Linked DNA regions of Sus scrofa: region 2 is linked to region 1. A link is a contact called in public HiChIP or PLAC-seq data. All regions are on one chromosome and are shown on one strand. The core of a region is the stretch at or near the end of the contact, and the rest is flanking DNA. Distances in the headings are between cores, read along the strand shown.

Region 1 (6,896 bases), core at 2,761-5,260:
CTCAGAGCAACTGAATTAAACTCTGAAGGGTGGGGCCAAGACTATACTTTCAGGGATCATTTCTATAGTTTGTGAAGGGTGGGGCCAAGCAAACTGGATATTTAATGAGCCCCCTAGAGAATTCTAATGCCCACCAAAGCTTAAGAACTGCTGGTTTAACAACTGTTCCGTCAGAAGACCTTGGGATCTGCATGTCTATGAATCTAGAACTATCCAACTGGCCAGAGCAGAAAGAGAGTGCATTCTCTGAGCTCTGCAGTGTCACCTCGTGTGTCCTTGAGGTCTTCCTGAAGGCTTCTTCTTGGCGTTTGTGGCTGATGTCATTGTTTTTCCTGGCACCACTGCTTTGTTATTTCAGAAAAGGACTTTAAAAAAAGTATATCAGCTCTTAGGATAAAAACTCTAGGAATCTTGAAACAAAGAGTGGGTAGGACTCAGAAAATTCCACACTTGTCCTTCCTCCTTGGCCTCCGGCTCCTTTCCTGCCCTCTGGTCCTGTGGTAGAGAACATTTTAGCCGAGAAATCACCTGGAGATGCTATGTTTCCATTTTGGTTTCCATCTTATATGAAGGTTAAATTGCATTGTCCTAAATTCCAAGGGACTGGTTGGTTTGCTTTTCGAACTGGTATTTCTGTCATTTGAGTGATGCTTGAAATAGGATGCACCGGCCCATAATCTGGCCACCTTTCTTTTATTCAGGGAGTTCACTGGAACAGAATTTTAGCTGAGCCCACACCTGCTCACTTCTGCATTGTGTTATAGACACCCATTACTTTGGGCCACAGGGAGGCCCTCGTACACTCAGCCTCCTTCCTTGGGGCGTGAAGTCATTTGTAGACACTGTTCACTGCTGTCCATGGAAGGTTCATGTTTCCTCAAAATTCATACACTAAACCCTAACCCCCAGTGCGATGGTATTTGGAGGCGGGGCTGTTGGAAAGTGTTAGGTCATGTGGGTGGAGCCCTCATGATGGGATAAGAGATGACCCAGAGAAGGCCTTTATCCCTTCTGCCATGTGAGGGCGCAGTGAAAAGACGGCCATCTAGGAACTGGGAAGTGGGTCATCACAGACACCACATCTGCTAGAGTCTTGATCTTGCACTTCTCAGCCTCCGAAACAGTGAGAAATAAATGTTTGCTGTTGAAGCTGCCCAGCCTATGGTATTTTTTGTTATAGCAGCCTGAACAGACTAAGACATTCACAGTGTTGCCCTTGTGCTGAGCACAGTGCAAGATTCACTAGTGTGAGGGGTTGAGACATGCCTGGCCCTCGAGGAGTTTAATCCAGAGCCCCCACTATCCCACATGGTAGCCACCAGCCTCATATGCCTGTTCAGCACTTGAAATGTCCAAATGGATGTGTGTTGTAAGTACAAAATGCACACCAGATTTCACATCTTTGTAGGAAAAAAAAAGTGTGTATAAAATATCTCATTAACAATTGATTACCTCTTGAAATAATAATATTTTGGATATATTAACTTAAAACTTATCAAAATTAATTTCACCTGTTTGTTTTTACTTTTTTAATGAGGCTGCTAGAAAGGTAAAAATTACATGTATGGCTCACATTATTATTGGATAGTGCTCTCTAGAGGGTGAGAACAAGTAATTGATGATCATAAGGCAATATGATTACTGTTGGGATAGGGGAAGGACAGACAGGGTAAATTAGAAACAGTTTGAAAGAGGCCTTACTCAGCCTTGGGAGCTAAGGGAAGGCTTCCAGGAAGAGGTGATATGTAATTAAGACTCAAGTTGAGTAGGAGCAAGGTGCCCAGTGAGATGGTGCTGGGTGTTGGAGGTGACGGGGCGTGGTGCATTTGTGGAGCTGCAAGCAGTGTGGCAAGCCTGTTGCTGAGTGTGGTGGGAAGTGGGGAGAAATGAGCTGAAGAGGAAAGGCAGGGGCAGGATATGGGGAGGGGGCACTCTGCTTCTCTCTGCAAGGGAGAGCAATAGCCTCCTTTTCCTGGAAATGGACTGGAGGTGTTAGAGATGACTGAGTATTTGGTTTCCTTTCCACTTTGGTGGGTGGCCGTGAATTTGGGGGAGACACTCAGCAGTATAGGGGGAGGAGAAAAGTACTTAAGTTTTTGCCCCTTTGCTAAGCATGGAACTGATGAGTTAAAGCAACCCTTATCAGTGAGATTTTATATATACCAAAAGACTTTGTGTATGTAATGCCCCTGTATAAATCTTAGTTTATTTATGTTTAACTGGACCTTGATATTACCATCAGAATATTGAAATTATAAATTCCGTCTTTAGGAAAGCTGGAATATTTGCTTCAGATTGTAGTCTTTTTTTTTTTTTTTTTTTTGCTTTTTAGGGCTACACCTGAGGCACATAGAGGTTCCCAGGCTAGGGGTCAAATTGGAGCTACAGCTGCTGGCCACAGCCACAGCAACACAGGATCCGAGCCATGTCTGAAACCTACTCCACAACTCATGGCAATGCCAGATCCTTAACCTACTGAGTGAGGCCGGGGATCAAACCCGCAACCCCTAGTTGGATTCTTTACTGCTGTGCCACGATGGGAACTCCTGTTTTGTTTTTAAAGGAGGTAATTTTTGGTAACAGAAATCTTAATCAGTATAATAATAATGATAATCTTTTTTCTCCCCCCTGGCTGCCCCAAGGCATAGATATGGTGTTCCCCTGGCCAGAGATCAGATCCAAGCTGCAGTTGAGACCTATGCCACAGGTATGGCAATGCTGGATTTCCAACCCACTGGGCCAGCCGGGGATTGAACCCATGTCCCAGCACTGTAGAGACTCCATCGATCCTGTTGTGCCACAGTGGGAATGCCAATGATAATCCTTTTTAAAACAAAAGAATTGGAAGAGAGTAACACTTCTGGAATGTTATGGAAATAGTGCAGCCCAGGTCATAAACCGAGGATGTTCCACTGTTTTCCCTTCTCATAGGATGCAATGCCTCCAGAAGTGAAAGGCCAAAGATTTATGCATAAAAGCATCATCAGAATCCCTCTGTTCTTGCCCAGTGCATCTTTACTCAGATACCTGTTGTCATCACAATTCCAACAGAGCTGTCAACTAAATGCTTGGTGTGAAATGTTCAGGAAGTTTCACTTCTGTGTGTGGTTTGGCTTTTTTCTTAACACAGTAAAATTGTTAGCATCTGAGAATACATTTATCATGAAGCAGTTAGTTTGCTCAGTGTCCTTTTTTTTTGTTTGTTTGTTTTTTGTTTTTTGTCTTTTCTATAGCCTCACCTGCGCTGTGTGGAGGTTCTCAGGCTAGGGGTCTGATCAGAGCTGTAGCCCCTGGCCTACACCCCAGCCACAGCAACAAGGGATCAGAGCTACGTCTGTGACCTACACCACAGCTCATGGCAACGCTGGATCCCTAACCCACTGAGCAAGGCCAGGGATCAAACCTGCAACCTCATGGTTCCTAGTCAGATTCGTTAGCCTCTGCCCCACGACGGGAACTCCTGCACCTTGTCTTCTTTGCCTTGGGCTTTCTCTAGGGCTTGGGAGCAAGGCAGAATTTGTCTAGAGCAAACAGTTGTCCACAGATAAATGTCCTTTGACCCCCAGAAGGCTCAGAATTGGATTACTTCCTCCTAAAAAGAGATTCTCCAAGGAAAGGGGATGATTTTGGACTTGTGTTCATTCATTCTTTCCATGTGTTGAGCACCTACTATCTGCTGGGGCTGTACTCATCACTCCTGAAGAATCGAGGAATACAAAAGGAGCCTTTAATTGGATCAAGCTCATAATCATAGAGGTGGACATACAATCAACCTATCTGCTCCAAGGTGGTTTAATGTTACACTCCAGGTAGGTACACACAGCTATGAAGGCCTATGTAGGGAGGAAGGCATTTGCGTTCTTTCTGGATGGGGTAGATAGGGCAGGCAAGCCCTCACCTAGGAGGCGCTATTGAAGCTGGACCTTGAAGCATGAACAGAAGGTAGAGGATCTTCGGGGTGCTGGGAAGATACATGGCCTGCTTGGGGCGTGATGGGCCAGTCAGTGAGGTGCATGAGGAGTGTTGAAATGGAACAGGTGGTTGCAGGAAGAATCAGGAATACCCAGGTCTGGCACCTCAAGGGTGTGGATTTCTTCCAGGAGAGTTTCCAGGTGGAGAGTGACAAGATGGAGTCTGCTTAGAAAGACCCCTGGTAGTGGTGATGCCTAGCTTGCAGGGGGAATGACTGCTCAGCAGCCCGAAGTCTGGTGAGTTGGAAAACTACAACTCTCAACTCTCTGCCATTCCTTTTCTTCTCCCTGGAAAATGTCCGGTCAGCCCCCTGGATGCCCAGGCAAAGGAGGTTTTGTCTGAACAGCAGATGAAGCCTCAGACTCCTCACACAGGGCGCTCACAGGACATATGTCACAGCGATTTAGACAGATCACCACTTGCCTGCTCACGATGGATTTCCCCCTTGGCCCACACTCCCGGTTTAAAAAGAACCTTAGTCACCGGGTGGAGATGGCTCAGGCTCAGGGCCTGGCCTCCTGGGGCAGGGGTTGGCTGGCTGGTGGTTTGAGGGCTTGGCTCTGGCCTGGTGCCTGGATCTCTGGAGGCTGGACTCCCCACTGGGTGATGCTAGGTCCGCAGGACCATTGCAGAGTGCAGGAACCTTGGTGAAATGTGAAATTTCCGTTGGCTGCCTGCCACTGTTCCCACTGCATGCTGACACTCCACCCTGAGGCAGGATGCCCTGCCCTGTGGAGCGGTTGGGAGTGATAAATACATTTGTTTTTGAATTAGAACCTTTCCTGGCACTGGGGGGAAATGCAACTGTGGCCGCCTGGCCTCACTGCTCCCCATGCCTCCATGCAGCCTGCTCTCTGGCACAATCTGGAGCCAGAGGGCATGATTACACAGGCTTGTCTGAGCCCAAACCGCCAAGGACGGGGTGCTGAGATGAAGGGCCCTCAGACAGACTATCAACATCAAAGGTACCCTAATCACACCACTCCAGGTAATCAAAGCCCAGCAAGGCTTTCTCGTCATTTCCCTCATTGTGGCAATTCGCTCTGTTTGTCTCACCCCTGTGAGTGGAGGTGAAATGGCCCTGAGCCACCTTGAGGGTAGAGGCTGGGCACTTACCCAGGGAGTGAAGTGGCATTTATTTCACTCTTCATCTCCTTAGCAAAGTTGAGCTCTTGGGTGCATTTAAAAAAAATGTACCAGGGGCTTCCATGAACTCTAAATCCCAGGAGCAGCCCTGATAGTAGAACTGCCCTTGGCAGGAGAAGGCTGATCAGCAGAGATGCACCAGGCTAAAGAGGCGCAGGGGGCCCTGCACAGTGAATATCCTTGCACAATGTGCCCATAGCCAGATACCACCTGCTGGTCACCTCTGTGTGCCAAGTGCTGTGAGTATTGTATGAGCCAGAAACCGTAGTTTTCATTTAAGCTGTACCATATAGTGATAACCAGGAATTGGGCTGAATAGCCAGTTCTCCTTGGTTGATAAGTTCTGGCTAATTTCTTAGGAGAGATAAATTAAGGTTTTGAAAATAATTTTGTTTTTCATTGTCCCAAGCTGGTAAGATATTTTATTTTTTGATAAGAAAGCAAAACCCCAAAGTCAACCCTTCATTTCATGGTTGTTCTGTTTAAGTGTAACTTAAAGAGGCCTGAGGGCCACAGAATTGCTGAATCAACAAAGACTATAACATTGCAGTTAAGAACACTTAACTAGAAGACACACCCATTAGGTCAGATCTTTCCAAAGCCATGTGATCCTGGGCAAGTTACTCTAAGTTCAATTTCTTCATCTGTAAAAGGGAGGCACAAATATTATCTACTTCATCAGGCCATTGTGGGAATTAAAAGGAGACCCAGGTAAAGGTACTGAATAAATATTTAGTAATATTGTAAAGTGCCTACTCTATGCCAGGTGAGTAGAATATACCTATCCATATTCTAGAGGAGTAGACTGTGGCCCTTATCTATAGGGGCTCTAAGACTGGTGTGGAAAGCAGATATTGACACATATACCTGTGTGGAAATACAGGTGGGTACAAAGTAGTGCTGAACTTAGGAAATTGGGGAATTAGGGAAGACTTCACAGAAGAGGTAACCTTTAGCTGAGCATTGAAGGATGATTAGGAGTTCCTCGGGTAGACCAAGATAGGGAGAACATTCTGGAGAGTGCTGGAAGCCTGTGCAAAGAGAGGCAGAAAAGAGTGTAGTCAAATCAGAGAACCATAGGAGTTATTAAAAGATAAAAAAAAAAAAAACTTTAAGGGATAAAATTGTGGCTCTTGCAATTCCCATTGTGGCTCAGTGGTAACTAACCCAACTAGTATCCATGAGGACGCAGGTTTGATCCCTGGCCTTGCTCAGTGGGTTAAGGATCCGGTGTTGCTGTGAGCTGTGGTGTAGGTTGCAGACCAGCTCAGATCTGGTGTTGCTGTGGCTGTGGCGTAGGCTGGCGGCTACAGCTCCAATTCGACTCCTAGCCTGGGAACTTCTATATGCCAGAGGTATGGCCCTAAAAAGAAAAAACAAATTGTGACTCTCATAGAATTATAAGTTGAGCATCTGTCAGAGTTTTGTTGAATGCATTAATTAATGAGAAAACATTAAGATATTATAAATGGTTCAAAGGAGAGTCAAAGAACATTCATTTATCAGTAAGGGAACAGAAATGATGAAAAGAATTTATGAATAGATACAAAACTGGTCAGCATCTACAGGGTGTTAATCTAGTTCATCTCTAGGGACACAATTGGTACTTCTGTGGCCAAGAATCATTTGCATCACTTTCACTACTCTACAACGTACAGACATAAAATATAAAATTGTATTCAACTTACAGAAATGTAAAATAGACTACAACTCACAGAAACAAAATAGCTCAAAACCAAGGAAAGATAAAGATAACCCAGTAGAGTGCACCAGACAGG
Region 2 (6,896 bases), core at 1,813-4,312, 84 kb after region 1:
CACAGGAAGATAACCACTCCATTCCCCCTGAGTTAAGGGTAACTACAGGGCATTAGTAGGCTACACTGGTATGAAAGGAGAAAAAACTAGATCAGAACTCAGGAAACTCACAATTTGCCTCTCACTAGTTTTGTGGACTTGGACAAATCTAGTCCTTCCCTGGAACTGAGCTGCGTCCTCTACAAAATGAGATAATTAAGCTGGCTCTCAGAACTAATTCTGCTCTGCAATAAGATGATAGAAATATATTTCTCGGGAGTTCCCGTCGTGGCTCAGTGGTAAGGACTCGATTAGCATCCATGAGGATGCAGGTTTGATCCCTGGCCTCGCTCAATGGTTAAGGATCTGGCGTTACCGGGTCGCAGATGCGGCTTTATCTGGCATTGCTGTGGCTGTGGTGTAGGCTGACACTTGCAGCTCTGATTGGACCCCTAGCCTGGGAAACTACATATGCTGCGGGTGCAGCCCTAAAAAGCAAAAAAAAAAAAAGAAATATATTTTTTGGGGGGAGAAATTACTTAATTGGGAGCATATTATTTTCATCCTTTAGGGGTGCTGCTGGTAAGAAGGCCATTGAGACCAAAGGCAGGCTTCTCCTGTGGCTCATATTAGGGAGAATTAAAAACTGAGGCTCTGGACGACACATATACAGGGGATTCTTGTTTGTGGGGGTGGAGATATAGGAAGGATATAAACAAAAATGAAGTGGTGGTTTTTATATGGTCATTCCATGTAGTTTCCCAGAAGTGAAGCTATTCATCCATCAAAGCAGATGAAAGTCAAACTCAACTCTATTTCCTTCAAAAATGTGAAAAGGTTCGTTTGTTTACTTATTCATCTATTTATTTCTTCAACTAATATTTATTGAATGGCCACTAATTTTTACCCTTTCCTCTGGAGTGGAAAAGGAAATAGATGGGAGAGGAAAGCTAAGGGGAAAACACTGACTGACTCTGTGGTCACAGAAGGTGGGCGTGGGGCCTACGGAGGACCTAGAGCATCACTGAGCAAACAGTGACCAGATGCCTAAGTTATGTTTGTGCTTCCCATGTGCTTCCTGGTTTCAGAGGCAAAGCCCCCTCGCTGACTCGCAGAGATGGCGGGGCTCTGCCCTCAGAGGCAGTTGGCAGGATACCATCACACCTACATCAACCTTCTGGCTTCCTTGCTCCGTCATCCATTCCCATGGGAAGCTCTGAGTTCCCACATGTCCTCAGCCAGGAAGGTCAGCTTGGACACATCTGTGTGTATTGCAGGGTGTAGCCGATAAGCACCAGCTGCTGGACCCTACTTGGCCCAGAGTACCACATCCTCTTCCACATCAGCTACCGTAGCAAAACCACAGACCCCAATCCATTGGTCAGAGCCAGCTTTAAAGAAGGGGAAAAAGAAATAGTGCAGGGAGCTTGATTGGGTTTTTGCCAACTAGGCAAGACCAGGTGTGTACCGTTTCTGGCACGAGTGGCAGAGGGGAATGGTGGCTTCCTTTTTCTGAGGCTTTGACATGAAACCTATACTTTTGCCAACTTGAGAAAATGATACCAGAGCATAGAGCAGTCCTTCTCTAGCTTTCACATGCATGTAAATAAATCACCTGGGGATCTTGCTAGGAGGCAGGTTCCCAATCAGCAGGTCTAGGTGAGGCCTGAGAATTTCAACCAGCTCTTGGGGGCTGGCTACATGGCTGGCCCATGGACCGCATTTTGAACAGCAAGGCTTTATTTTCATCTCCCCAGCGGTTCTCCTCAGAGGTAGCAGCATGAACATGAACCAAGCTAGATCAATAATCTCCCAACACAGGTCGAGGGGTGGCACACGAGCCAATCAGAGTTTTGCCTTTTTTAAAAATGGAGGGTTGGGGGTTCAACATAGACCCAAGGGAAGGAAAGCCCATCCTCTCTAGTTGCTAAAGTGTGAGCTAGAGTGGCTACTAGCAATGATGCTCACCTCACAGAGGAAGTGCTCTGAGAAGATGCAGCAGAGAGGTGGGAAGGCGAGCCTGGGCACAGAGAAATTCTATGTTCTGTATCCTGGTTCTGATACAGAAGAGCAGCTCCACATGGCCTTTCCTGTGGTTTCCTGGGTGAGCCTGCAAATTACCCTCATTGCTTAAACTGGTGGCTCGCAGCCTGGCTGCCCACTGGAATCCAGCACTGGGGCCCCTCCCCTGGGGATTCTGATTCAATTGCTCTGGGATAGAACTTGAGCAGAGCTCATTTCTAAAGCTCCCCAAGTGATTCTAATATATTGCCAACGTGGAGACCCACTGTCTGTCTTTAATGTTCATTCCAGTTGGGTACGTGTCAGCAGTACCTGAGAGGGTCCTAAAATGGGTTCTTAGGAACCACCAAACCCCAAGAGTCAGACTGAGCAAGGAGGCTGGGACAGATGTCTGGAAGGACAGCATCTACAGGAGGCCTGAAGAAAGGGAGGCTGAGGACCACACTCCAGCCTACAATGACCTCTCTGCTCCCGAAGCTCTGCGAGTTCCGTGGGACGCCACCTCTGAATTATGTGCAGTGCTCAGTCTTGTTTTAGTCTTGGTTTCCAAGGGATTGGCTTTCATTCCGACTGTACACTGCTTCAGGGCAGGCATGGTTTCTGATGCCCCTTTTCATCTCTTCTAAAGCACCAGCCACCAGACCTGCACTCACTGTCATTGCCAAATACAAGGTGATAAACGGATAGCCAAGCATTTGCCATAACCAGTTGGCTTCATCTTTCAAACCCAAGTCTCCCCAACTTCCTCTTTGATAGTGAAGAATTCCTAAGGCTGTTCACCGTGTTCTCAACATATGTTTTGGAGGCGGGGAGGGACATGCTTATTTTATAGTTCAGACCACATCTTAGCCCAGAGTGGATGGCATGTGCCAGAAGCGGGGGCTCAAGGCGTTTGTGAACTCTCTTGCCACATCAGGTTCAACAGCTTGTTCTCTTGAAAGAGAAAGAGCTGCTAGTTTTGTGGGTTGGTTTCTTTCCCCCAAAAGGTCAGGCCCTTTTCTCAGAAATGCAGTTGCCTGTGGAAAACTGACACTCCCTAACAAGCCCTTAACAGCTGTCAGCCCCACAGCAGTAGTAATTACTCCAGCAGGCTTCTTGCTAAATTCCAGCGATGCTCTCTGCCAGGGCTGGGCGCACATGCGCAGTGGAGGTGCAGGGAGCTCCCCAAGCTCTTGGGTGGGATCCTCCGCTTCCCTTGGGAGGACTTGGCCTGGGAGGCTTCCAGGTGGCCCTTCCACAACCGAGGAGAGGTGACTGGAGAGCATGTGCAGAGGTCTCCAGCAGAGTCTCAGGGCTGTTCTCCTAGAATGAAAGGATCTGAAGCACCATAAGTAACTCAGCTGAGAGCTAGAGACACTAGACTTGTCAAGAGAAAAAAAGTGCACGATAGTATGTAGAAGACCTTTCAAAAGTGTAAACTCTATATTTTTCCTCTTTAGTAATAACATTGTCTGGGTGAGAGACATATCATATACAAGACACCTTCTGACCACAGCCCTCGATCAGGAGTCCAGAGCTGGCTGTGGTCTTCTAGACTTGTTCTACCACTCACTTCCTGCGTGGCGATTCAGCTAATTGATTTGATCTAGACCTCAGATTTCTCACGGCTGGGTATCTATCTGTTCTAGCAACAGCATTTTTACAATTGGGCAAATTATTCATTAGATTTAGGCGTCAACGGCCAAGAGTCTTCAAATAACGTGGGGAAATAACTACAGTTATTGGCAAGAATGGGGGGAGACTATTTCCAAGTAACTTCAATCCCTTGAGTGTCAGTTCTTTCTTTTGTGGAGATGTGGCCAAAATAAGGGGCTAATTGAGAAGGAACTGTAGCTCCCTAGTTGTAGCCTTGGTGTATTAAATGGATCCTCTTTGGCTTAGTGAGATGGAGAATCCATTCTTCTAATTCATTTAAGAATTGCTGCTATACTCTGTTCCTCTCTACCTTCTCCTTTCCCCAGTCTCAATGACTTTCAGGGGTGCATTTTCCAGAACACCTGGGAAACGCACGGGGGCAGAGGATGTCCTAGTCCAGTCAGCTGCTGCCTTTAGCACATGCTGGAAGGGCTTTAGGCGAACAGTGCAGGATGCCGATCCAGAGAGCTGCCCCTGCCAGGCCATTCCCTAGAGCTGGAGTCCAGCCAGTTCTCCCCAGCTGGCTCTGAAAGCCGATGCCTCAATGATTGATTTCACCATCTGACTCCAAGAGACTTGCACGCCAGGGTAAAAGGGACCTCTCTCAAGAGCGTGATAATCCACACTTCCTGATAAGGTTTCCAAACACCAGCTTCCCAGTTTTTTTCTCACTTGGTTGCGGCTCTTTCTCTTGATATCTGAAAACATCCCTCAATGTCTTGTATGAGGAAGTGGATTTTGTGGGGAGGGGGGGGTTTATCCCTGGAATGTGAGGGATCCAGAATTCGTGGTTGGGCTCCTTCATGCCCACTTTGTGTGTTTCTCTCCGTTGCCCCATATCCGGATGTATTGTAATTATTTGTGTACTTCTTCATTTAACAGTGATCTCTTCGAGCTGGGTGGCATTTATTTCCTTAGATTCAGCAGCTAACAACCCATGGTTCTCAGAACATAGTAGATGTTAGCTAAACAGTTTCTGAATGGCTGCTCTGCATGAACTACATGAGGGCTTTTGATAATTTCCAGGAAAATGGAGACCACCAAATGTCAAAATATTAAAAACTGCATGGTTTTAAGGTATCAGTGGGGAAAATACATTTGACTGAGTTCTGAGCCTGAGATAACTTTTGGTGTCAGTATAATCCAATTGGTCAAATCGGTTTTCTGTCTTATTTGACTCCAGAATCTCCTAAGATAACATGAAATCCTATGAGGCCTTAAACACATAGAAGTAAACAGCCTGTATCTTCATTTATCCGTCCCTAAGTCTTTGTCAAATGCATGAAAAGAATGAGTCTCTTAATAAACAGAAGGTATATAAGCGCCCTTTAACTGTCTTTGAACTCCATTATTTTTTTAAAATCTACCTTTAAATCAGATAACACATATAAACTTGGTATGATGTGTGGCACATAAATGTTAGCTGTTTTGATCATTTTAATGTGGGTAATGAATTGGCCTGCTTCCTCATTCGGTACAAATCACAGCTAATGCCAAGAACTTCCCCACCCTTTTGTTACATTAAAAGCAAATTAAAAATCACTTTTGGGAAATTTTATAGCTAAATATACAGACTGTTTATATCCAAAGCCCTTTGTGTTTTGTGGTCTTTTTTTTGTTTAGGCACGCCTTGATATAGCAAGGCAAGAGATATTATCTTCAACTCATAGACGAGAAAATGGATGGTTTAGTAGCAGATGTGGCTAGATCTCAGGTCCCAATCTCTCTTCAGTGACCTGAGTTGGTAGCCCATTGTTTTTCTCCTTTTTACGTCTGCCTCATTCCCTTTGCTTCACATGGAGCCTGATGAGGCCGACTCTGTAACAGGCATACTTGTCCCCAAAAGTTCTTAGAAAATGGGGCTAGGAGTTCCCATCGAGGCTTAGCAGAAATAATTCTGACTAGTATCCATGAGGTCGCAGATTCGACCCCTGGCCTCGCTCAGTGGGTTAAAGATCCGGTGTGGCCGTGAGCTGCGGTGTAGGTCACAGACACAGCTGAGACCTGGTGTTGCTGTGGCTGTGGTGTAGGCCAGTGGCTACAGCACCGATGTAACCCCTAGCCTGGGAACCTCCATATGCTGCAAGTGCAGCCCTAAAAAACACACACACACACACACACGCCAAAAAAGAAAATGGGGCTAGAGTAAAGGAGAGAGGGGAAATGGAAATTGTCTTACTTATTGGTGTCTTCAAAACTCTTGAGAGAATTTAGCTAATTCTATCAGAAAACTAGAGAGGGTCATCCCCATGCAAGAAGGTCTGACACTTTTAATAACCCTAGTGAGCGAGGCCTTCTTATGGGACAGGCAGTCCCAGTCCCTTCACCCCGCTTCACCAGCCCCTCTCCCCATCTTAGTAGTGAGCCTGGGTTCCATCCTCCAAGCCTAGGTGGGGGTATAGGTACATCTCCCCCCTTCCTCCCTCTCCCTGTAGGAGGCACAGTTTGTAGGTACAGTTTCTGGCTTCACGTTAACCGGTTGTCCCCAAATATGGGCACATGAGCCACGCCCATTTCGAGGGCTGTTTTGCTATTTGGGACAGGAAGACAGACAGGAGATGACCCATCGTACCAGAAGCTCAGAGCCACCATCTCCGGAGCAAGGCTGGAATGCAGTGAGGTGCGTGAGGCTGAGTCATGCACATGGAGAGTCTGACCATGTCTTTTTTTTTTTTTTTTTGCCATGCCTGCAGCATGCACAAGTTCCCAAGCCAGGGATCGAACCCATGCACAGCAGTGACAATGCCAGACCCTTAACCCACCGAGCCACCAGAGAACTCCCTGATCCCGTCTTTATTTAAAATTTGGGTATTTTGTTTATTGTGGAGATTTGGGCATTAAAATTATAATTGCCTGGATTGCTGACTTCTTTGCCCCCTTCCCCTCACATTTTGACTGAGTCAGCAGTATTTTAATCACCAGGACTGTCAGACGAGGTAGCTGTTGAATGGCTTCCATGAGGTCTCGAAGCATACGCAGGCCCTGGAACTTCTGTCATGTCACAGAGCGCCGTGTCTTCTGAGGGCCCGGCCTGGGGGTGGGGGACTTGACAAGCAGCTTTGCTTCCTTTCACTTGAGTGGAATCGTCTCAAAGCTTGACGGGACCTTCTTCACCATAACTAACATGTCTAAAGCGAATATGGTTGGTGAGCATGTCTGCAGTCTGTTCTCCACTGAAACAGAAGAGTTGTTTTTCCTTCAGAGGGAAGGAAGCTATTGGCTTCCACCTTTGGGCTCCCACAGCACTTTGCTTCTCCTGG

Evidence for each region. HiChIP or PLAC-seq counts read pairs in DNA pulled down with a chosen protein or histone mark.
Region 2: a contact with region 1 is called in an H3K27ac HiChIP or PLAC-seq map of skeletal muscle, with 5 times the contacts expected there. The contact joins two enhancer-like sites. A contact is called at or near these places in 2 of 47 Hi-C or Micro-C datasets (heart right ventricle and skeletal muscle) and 1 of 2 datasets of contacts at active chromatin or transcription factors (skeletal muscle).

What each region holds. Positions count from the first base shown.
Region 1 is chr15:78,381,316-78,388,211 of Sscrofa11.1, forward strand. No RefSeq gene overlaps it. Among named protein-coding and RNA genes, the nearest start is that of ITGA6, 120 kb to the right of the region's middle. Within about 2 kb of position 4,011, at least 18 of the 83 cell types and tissues checked have an H3K27ac peak or open chromatin away from gene starts, as enhancers often do. A contact at or near this core is called in skeletal muscle, where this site is marked.
Region 2 is chr15:78,466,584-78,473,479 of Sscrofa11.1, forward strand. No RefSeq gene overlaps it. Among named protein-coding and RNA genes, the nearest start is that of ITGA6, 34 kb to the right of the region's middle. Within about 2 kb of position 3,063, at least 5 of the 83 cell types and tissues checked have an H3K27ac peak or open chromatin away from gene starts, as enhancers often do. A contact at or near this core is called in skeletal muscle, where this site is marked.